3 separate regions of the Mus musculus genome follow, and regions 1 and 3 are each linked to region 2. A link is a contact called in public HiChIP or PLAC-seq data. All regions are on one chromosome and are shown on one strand. The core of a region is the stretch at or near the end of the contact, and the rest is flanking DNA. Distances in the headings are between cores, read along the strand shown. Region 1 overlaps Gm42395 (a long non-coding RNA gene). Region 2 holds the start of Magel2 (melanoma antigen, family L, 2). Region 3 has its middle 40 kb from the start of Gm42395.

What was found. HiChIP or PLAC-seq counts read pairs in DNA pulled down with a chosen protein or histone mark.
Region 1: an H3K4me3 HiChIP or PLAC-seq map of embryonic forebrain shows a contact between it and region 2, with 3 times the contacts expected there. The contact joins the enhancer-like site here to the promoter of Magel2 in region 2. A contact is called at or near these places in 2 of 39 promoter capture datasets (3T3-L1-derived adipocytes and embryonic stem cells), 4 of 115 datasets of contacts at active chromatin or transcription factors (embryonic forebrain, embryonic hindbrain, embryonic midbrain and 1 more) and 1 of 9 other capture datasets (adipose tissue).
Region 3: a contact with region 2 is called in an H3K4me3 HiChIP or PLAC-seq map of embryonic forebrain, with 5 times the contacts expected there. The contact joins the enhancer-like site here to the promoter of Magel2 in region 2. A contact is called at or near these places in 7 of 39 promoter capture datasets (the 3T3-L1 cell line, cranial neural crest, embryonic stem cells and 3 more), 1 of 484 Hi-C or Micro-C datasets (cranial neural crest), 8 of 115 datasets of contacts at active chromatin or transcription factors (embryonic basal ganglia, embryonic forebrain, embryonic hindbrain and 5 more) and 3 of 9 other capture datasets (adipose tissue, embryonic stem cells and pancreatic islet).

The regions. Positions count from the first base shown.
Region 1 is chr7:62,301,342-62,304,250 of GRCm38.p6, reverse strand. All of the region lies in intron 1 of Gm42395 (a long non-coding RNA gene), which reads left to right. Among named protein-coding and RNA genes, the nearest start is that of Gm42395, 7.1 kb to the left of the region's middle. Within about 2 kb of position 1,595, at least 6 of the 459 cell types and tissues checked have an H3K27ac peak or open chromatin away from gene starts, as enhancers often do. A contact at or near this core is called in embryonic forebrain, where this site is marked.
Region 2 is chr7:62,375,691-62,378,400 of GRCm38.p6, reverse strand. It overlaps Magel2 (melanoma antigen, family L, 2), which reads right to left and starts at 1,422. Exons shown (of 1, transcript NM_013779.2): 1 at 1-1,422. The coding sequence starts at 1,051. The region is part of intron 1 of Gm32061 (predicted gene, 32061); the gene reads left to right.
Region 3 is chr7:62,268,697-62,271,660 of GRCm38.p6, reverse strand. No RefSeq gene overlaps it. Among named protein-coding and RNA genes, the nearest start is that of Gm42395, 40 kb to the left of the region's middle. Within about 2 kb of position 1,625, at least 9 of the 459 cell types and tissues checked have an H3K27ac peak or open chromatin away from gene starts, as enhancers often do. A contact at or near this core is called in embryonic forebrain, where this site is marked.

The sequences.
Region 1 (2,909 bases), core at 346-2,845, 74 kb after region 2:
ATCTGGACAGAGTGAGAGTTAAGTTAATGATCCATACTGATCTGTTGATATTCATCACTCTCATGCTACTTGTTGAAATGACAAATCTCTCCATTTATTTGTTTTGCCCCTGTGATGAGTATATTTTTTAATATTTCTTTTGTATTGTTAATCAATGTCTACATCTACGTGACTCTTAGATACTAATTTTAATTGAGATATAAGTACTCAAATTCTATGAAATATCAATTAAATTATAAGTTCAGTGAGGTTTAGTATATTCACAAAGTTTGCAATCATTCCAAATGTCTTATGCACAGACTTTTCATTATCCCAGAGACACATGTCATTCTAAGTTTTCACACCAATGTTGTATATTTCTCAGGATCATAATCAAAGTATAAAATATGCAACCTTTAGTGTTTAATGTGTTGCACACCCTTGTATCCATCCAGTGTAACTTTGGAAAGGATTTTTTGTTCCTCTCATTCACCTAGGTGCTTTTTCTCTTTAGATTATGGTGAATAGTGCCGCTATTCAGACGTCTTTTCCCCTTTGTTGTTGCTATTTAATTATGTTGCACAGTCATCATATACACACGCAGGTTTGGTGTATTTTGGTTTTATAGTATTTTGTTAAGGATTTCTGAATCTACACTTCCAATGTGTATCTGTTGTTTATGGTTTTCATTTTGTTTTATATTTGCTCAGTTCTTCCTAGGCAAAACTGATTATTTTAAAGACAGTTTCATTTTCCATTCATTGAAAAAAATTGTGAAAGATTTCTGGTAATTTTAAACATTTGTATTTTTCTCCTTGAAGATGTCTTTGGTTATTAGCTTTTAATATTTTTTAAATTAGTTATCAAAATTATTGCTTGCTGTTAATTTGTTCTAGTTTTCTAATTTTTAACAAGTTTCAGAGCTTATGTCTTACTACAAAGATTTTCTGTTTAACTAGGTTTTGTAACTTGTTCATGTCATGTCTGTATATGCTTTATATATATTTATTCTTTAAGACTCAGTGCTTATTTTCATTCTTATATTGTTTTAGTACAACTAATGGTTCACCGTTATGAAATATCACACTCTGGTTAGGTGGCTAAATAGAGAATTTATATTTTTTATTTCTTTTCTAATTTTTAATTTTTTGCACATTTTGTCATTAGTTAGCTATTGTTACTTTTGCTTTCTGAAATGCAAGATAGAGTCATTTATTTGGTATCCTAATTTTCTAAGTAAATAAACATATGTAGGATCGATGTAAATGTAGTATACCTAGGAAAAACTTGTTTTTAGCATTACTTAAATTTTGGCATTGTGTGCTTTCATTTTCATTCATCACAGAGCATTTTCTAATTCTCATTTTGCTTTCTTATTTTACATCAATTAAGACTGTGTCATTTAATTCATTCTGTATTTGTGATTCCCCTTTGCCTGCTTTTTTTGTTTCCTTGATTTCTAATTTTATGGCATTTTGTTTGTAGGATAATACTGTGTATGATTAAAATCCTTTTGAATTGATTGAAACTCATTTTGCCCTGACATATGGTGCCCCTGGACAGTGTTTTTGTGTTCATCGTGGGCAGAATGTGTGCTCTGCTGCTTCTGAGTAGAGCGCTTCGCATTTGTCTATTATGTGTAATTGGTGTGTTGTGCTGTAGGAGTGCTCTATTTCCATGCTAATTCTCTGTGCAGTTGTTCTATCCATTATTGAAAGTAGGTTATTGAAAAATTCAACAATTATGTTTGAATTGCTTATTCTCCCTTGAATTCTGTATTGCTTCACCTATTTGGACATCTATTGTTAGATGAATTTGCAACTATTTTGTGTTTGTGATAAATGGGAAATTTGCTATTGTATACTATCCATCTTTTTCTTCAATAGTAATTTTTATCTTAAAGGTTAATATTTTCAATATTGGCATAGGTTATGTTTTTCTGATTCCTTTATGTAAACTGTTTTCTCCAACTGACATATTTATATCTCATGTATAGAGCATATAATTGTTATTCTAATATTTCCTCCTTACTTTTCTTTGGGATTTACTTCCATTTAGTTAAGTAACTTATGATATAGCATTCGCACCTGCTAAGTAACTAGTTTCCTTGTATCTTATACTATCAATTCCTTCTGTAAGTATAAAATTTCTTGTGAAATAAATATTTGCTGCTGTACAATTTTATTTTTCTTGCTTTTTCTTTGATGGTATTTTTTTTTAATTTTCTTAGTGGAGCCTTTAAACATTATAATTAGCAGCTTAATTTATAACAATCTAGAGAAAATTAAAAGCAACTTAATTGAATAGTATACAAGAATCATGCCCCTTTATAGCTGTATTGCCTCCCTCTAATTTGTCTTGTTATTGTCAGACAAATTACCCCTTTGTACATTTTAATCCCATCAGCACAGACTTGTAATCATTCCTTTATGCAGTTGCCATTAAATTAGATAGGATTAAAACATAGTTACGAACAACAAATCTCTTTCTATTGACTTTTCTATTTTACTGCAATAGTTAGTGCCACTAAAGCTCTTTATGTTTAATTTTCTTTTCGTTCATTTTAATAAACCCCGGTGCTTGTTGCTTGCAGCATGGGTTTATTGAAAAATTCAATTTACCCTTTGTGTTTTCTTTTGGCTGTTATTGTTATTTTATGTCAAAGGATATCCTGCTTTCTTCTTTCTGTTTTCAACATGCATTTTCTCAATATAAGCAGTATTAATTGACAGCTGTTTTTCTCCCGTCATTCTAATTGTGAACTTCTGCAATGCTTTGTTCGTCTATGGTTTAAGTAGGCACCTGTTCATACTGCTGATGAGCTGTGTATATGGTGGTACTCTACTCTTTCGGCTTTCAGTATTTCTCTTTGTCCTCGGCTTTGACATTGTGGTTATTAGGAGTTTTTGAGATTGATGTCTCTGAGTTAA
Region 2 (2,710 bases), core at 173-2,672:
CCTGTGGAGGAGCCCTTATGACTTGAGACTGGATTTGTAGGATCAAAGGCTGACCCTGTGGGGCCCAAGTGGCCAGAGGCTGCCCAGGGGGCAGCACTGTCTGAGCCATTGGTGCTCCTGATACTGGAGTCTGAATGATTGGACCTCTGGCACCTGGAGGATGGATCATCACGACACCAGGACCTGGAGGCTTGGCCATCGGAGTAATCGAAGGTGCAGGCTGGGTCATCAAGGCAGCCTGTGGAGGTGGCTGGACCATCGGAGCTCCCGGAGCAGGCGGCTGGACCATCAGGACTCCCGGTGTCAGCTGCTGGGCCATCAGGACTCCTGGAGTTGGCTGCTGGGCTATCGGTGTCCCCGTAATGGGAACATGCGGCATTGGAGTTCCATGTGGTCCCCCATGGACCATCGGGGCTCCATGAGTGAGAGGATGCACCATCGGGTTCCCCGGTGGAGGATGGGTCATAGGGTTCCCAGGAGGAGGATGGTGACCCATCGGAGTCCCAGGAGGAGGTGGGTGGGTCATTGGGGTCCCAGGAGGAGGAGGAGGAGGAGGGGGAGGAGGAGGAGGAGGAGGGTGCGCCATCGAGGTCCCGGGAGGGTGTGTCATCGGGGTTCCTGGGGGAGGAGGATGAGCCAAAGGGGCCCCCGTGACAGAAGGATGTAGCATCAGGACTCCCGGAGTTGAAGACTGGGCCATGGGGGCTCCCGGAGGGGGCTGATGGACCATCAAGACTCCAGGAGTTGGAGGCTTGGCCATCCCCCCTCCGAGCGGTGGAGCCTGGACCATTGGGGCCCCTAGACCAGGAGGCTGGGCCAGCTGAGCCACTGGGGCAGGCAGCTGGCCCTCCGGAGCCTCCCAGGCAGGTTGAGGAGCCTGCCAAGCAGCCATGGGAGCCTGCAAGTCCACTGGAGGTGGATCCCAGGGGACAGGAGGAGCCCGGGAGGAAGCAGGCGGAGCCCGCATCAGAACCGTAGGGCGGCTATGGACTGCAGGCACTGGGGACTCCGGAGGGCTGGAATCCCCCAGATTCGTACTTAGCTGCGACATGTCCCTTGCTTGACTGGTGGTGGCCCGTCTCCGGTTGCTGCGCTTTTTCTTCCAGTGCTGAGCATGCCGACGTGGCTGTCCAGGATCCCCCTCCAGCTTGAAGGCTGAATAGGAAGCCGGTGCAGACTGGCGTGTTCCGCGGTTCTCTCCGCAGCTCTCAGCGAGCGCAGCTGGGCTCTCTCAGCAGCTCTCAGCAAGCACTACCTGGCTGGCACCGCAACTCTCAGCGAGCGCTGCCTGGCTAGCACCGCAGCTTTCAGCCAAGTGCTACTGCCTGGCTTGCTCCGCCACGCAGCTCACAGCTCTCAGCTCACAGCTCGCAGCGCAGCTCACACAGAGTGTCGGCTGGCTCTGCAGCTCTCCGCAGTAAGAAGGAGGGGGGAGGGGGCTCAATCCCGCCCCTTCCCCGCCCCCGACCACCACAAGTGGATTGTTCAGAGGGGCGTCTACCAAAGTCCCGACTGACTCAATATCCCTTCTCCTGCGGTATAGATCCTCAACTAAGCTAGTTCATACTCTTTAAGCAAGAGTTTATATAGGCAAGTGATAGGGACAGATTTACGGTTCAAAAAAAATCACTGTGCTGCATTATGAAGTGGGAATAAACCACTAGCAACATGGAACATGTCCAAAGGTGGGGGTAGTGGTGTGGTCTGAGCTCAGAAACGAAGTACATTGACGTAAGAGGGACTGGGGAGCTATTCGAGACAGCTATTACAATTTAACGAAGGTGTAGAAAAAAATGACTGTATTCAGGTATCTGTCTCGGGTGTGTGAATTTCCTGGAGTAGTTTATTCTGTCAAGTAACTGAAGGGCAGGAAGCACATGCAGGGTAAGGGGAGTTGATGAATATTTGCTAGGACATGAGTCAGTCAACCCAGGGATAACATAGGTGGTCTATTATAACTGTATTCATTACGAGGATCCGAGAATCAAGTTTGCCCATTCTTTATCAAAACATAGTAGTAGTAGTGGATACAATTGTTTAAAAGTGTGTTCAGAGGGGGGAAAATCTAAACTCATCTAGAAGAATACTGACTACATCGTAGAATCGGGTAGAGAAAAGACGAGCCAATTAGAGAGGAAAGAAAAGGAACCTTGGAAGTAAATTAACAGAAATTCACGGAGGCAGAAGTTTAAACGCGGGAAAATCAACTTCTAAAGTGGGTGAGATGAGACAATAGAGTGTGAAAGACATCCTGAAAATAACAATAATTAAAAAATGAAGCAATGTGCTGGAAATTAGTTCTAGAAAAATGGAGAGTATAAGAAAAGTTTTCTGGAAAATCAGCTAAAAAATGGACATATACCATGTTAACAAATAAAGAGGTACCCATCAAAATTACTGCATATTGGTATTCTTTCTCCCCAAAATTAAGTGGCAATCTCAGTTTAGGTCAAGTTTAGTGGTTTATAGACGGTAACTAGCATTATGATTCCTTTACAAGGAGTGGTTTGCAGCCTAGGGCAGTCGTCCAAGGTGAGGAAAGAAACCACTAGGGGGCAGAAGAGAATGTTGAAGGCTGTACCCAACTCTTAACATACCTTCAGCACATGCTCCTAAATAGTTTTGTTGTTGTTGTTCGTTTTTAACTGGTGGGCCATAAAGAAGAAATATGCCCCAGGATGACTGACCGTTTGTTAAATAATTATGGCAG
Region 3 (2,964 bases), core at 376-2,875, 110 kb after region 2:
AGTTTCATGTTATGTAGCTTCTATTTTCTAGGCAGAAATTACATCACGTTCTTATAGAAGAAATTAGTGTAATCACTCTTTCTTTAATGAGCCCTTTTAAAACAAGCCTGGCTGCTTCTACTCATATTTAAAAGGCAGTATGTGCTGGGGGTCAAGATCTGTGGAAAAAAGAACAAGGGTGTCAAATAAAAACAATAAAATCTATTATAATCCAACATCTTACACATACTTTTTCTTGTTAGCACAAGATATGTGCTAACTTTTTGAATGAAAATATCGAAGCATCATCTAATCCTCGAATCACATCAGCAGACTGCAGTCTCTAGTAGGATGTCTTGTATCCTAATTATCTATAGATGCAAATGCAAATTGCCTTTTATTCATCTGTCAACATATGACACAGGGCCAGGATATTCTCAAATACTTTTAGTTAAAATGAGAAAACAGTATTGTTGGAGTATTCAGGTCTTGAGGCTTCGTGGAAAGTCTGAAATCTTGCACACAGACATTCTGACAAACAACCTATTTCTCAGATCATCTTTTGTCAGTGTTATCAGTACTCTTTCCAGCAGGTGTCTGTGGTTTACAGCTCTACCATGTGGGGTATCTCTCATTCTCTATCATCTTTCTTGGCCACAATAAAATAGAGAATTAAAGAGCAGTGTCTCTCTGAAGGGTAAAGGAAATATTATTGGCTCAAAGATAATTTTAAGTCTCAAATATTAATAAGAAATTCTGTCAATAAATCTCATTCAAAATGTAGTTACTTTTTATTCCAGGTGATTCTAATATTTGAATAGTAACTCTATAATTACTTTTCAGATATGCACTACTTGTATGTTGATGAAACATTGTACATCAAGTTAAGTTTAATTTATTGGAGCTAAAATAATTAGATATACATTGGTTATTTTGTACCCTGGGGTTTTTATGTGAGAAACAGTGACTGGATGCTCTTGTACTATATAGTTTATATCTCACATTCCACCCTACAAAAAGGCCATGTGTTACAAGCTTGGTCCCTAGTACATAATGCATTGGGACAGGATGCAGAGAGTAAAAGTTTGTCTCAGGAGGAAGTTTCAGTGACTGAGAGAATGTATTTAAGGGTATTTTGGAACCATGCTCACCTTATTTTTCACACCTGAATATTTCTATAGTAAATGACATTAGCCAAACATACTAGTTATTAACAGTTTCCAATATCTTCACCTTTTCACAACTCCAGTATGAATCACCATGTACAAACATTTTAGCAGATATTGTTCTCAATAAAATTTGAAATAACTAAATTTTTTCTGGAGCCAATTACATCTTTAGAATTGTTTAGATTTCTGAGGGCTTGAGAAAAATATTTTAATATTTTATTTGGGGTGGTGCCTCACAATGGATAGATTTTTCTTTTTTTCTTTTTAAATTCCTATTTCACTGATCTAATGCTATAGTAAAATATAGCACCAAATATCACATAATTGTTAATGCTACTTTCTTGTTTGCTATACCTCTGATAGAGGCTCATTACATTTCCTTGCATTTTATTCATTCCATGATCCAGGTTGAAAGGCATGCCATTATTCTGACAACAGGAACAAAAGCAGTCCCAGAAGCATATGTGGCTCTAAGGCTTATGTTCAAGTGTGACATTTGCCACTGCTCCTCATATTTCATTGCCAAAAGCATGGCACATGCCTAGGCATTGAATGGAGCAATAAAATCTAATAAAATGAGAGCCAACCATTTGTACAGAAAATGTAATTATTGCCATATGAAAGAAATATGAGAAGGAAGTTCTTCATCATGTCTTTGTATAGTATATGTAATATTATTTGCATAATGTATTCACATACTGTGTTCAACAATTTTAAATTGCATTTTTCTAAAAAGAAGCTAAAGAAATTAAGCTGGGGAATACACGGAAAGGCAGAACCATTTTGCTGGCTTTTTGCCTCCTTGCTGGAAGCAATATATCTTAATAGAACTTCTTCTGTCCTGTTGCCATGGAGATAGAACAAAATACTGCTCAACATTTAGTCACTGTTACCACCTGTTTCCCTGTTGACAAGCACTGTAGTCACTGGAGTTTGAAATGAATTAAGGTGATCCCTAATGAAGGTTTCTATAATGTATGCACAAATGTACTGATGATCAGTGATTTTAAATAATTTATAAAGCATGAGATTTCAAGACAAGCAAGTGAATGACAGACAAAGAAGCACTTAGCATATTCCTGTGAACTAATCCAAGAGCATATCTGATGCAACAGTGTTAGCTGTATTGTTGGTCTCTCCTTGCAATTCCTGTGCTCATTCCTAGAAGCATTTTCTGGCTTTGAGAAGAACACAGCTGTTGAGGACATGCTATGTGATTTGTACTGCTACAAGCAGAAACATGTAAAACTAGACCAGGGAAATTTAAAGCAGTTCTTTAGCACAAAGAAGCTTGCATGTCTGTTCATATTGACCTACCAAGAATAAACTTTGAAGGCAGATGTATGGCAAGACATGTGAAAAAAGAGATAGAGACTTCACTGGGATTAAAACATTATAATTTTATTTTTGTTGTTATTGCAACAGTACAGTTTTTTTCCTGCCCAATCTTGCCTTTACACAGAAAGGCATGTTGTTGTTGTTTTCTAGACAATGATATCTGGTAATTAACTGTCAGCTTGAGATCATTCTCTCATCAGATTCATTTTTACATAGTTGATTTGGAGTACTAATATTTAGAATTATGCTAATGTAAAAACATTCACATAAAATTTCTGGGAACAAAAATATTCCTCTTTATATTCATACATATAATATAGTATCAGCTAAATTTCACAAGTAGATTACTATTATTTGCATAAAAATGCAATCCAATATGTTTTACTCATTAATTATTATAACTACTATTGATAGTCTTACTTTATGTGTAAAGGTCTGAAATAATTTAATTGACAAAGCAGTTTCTTCTTGTGTTCTA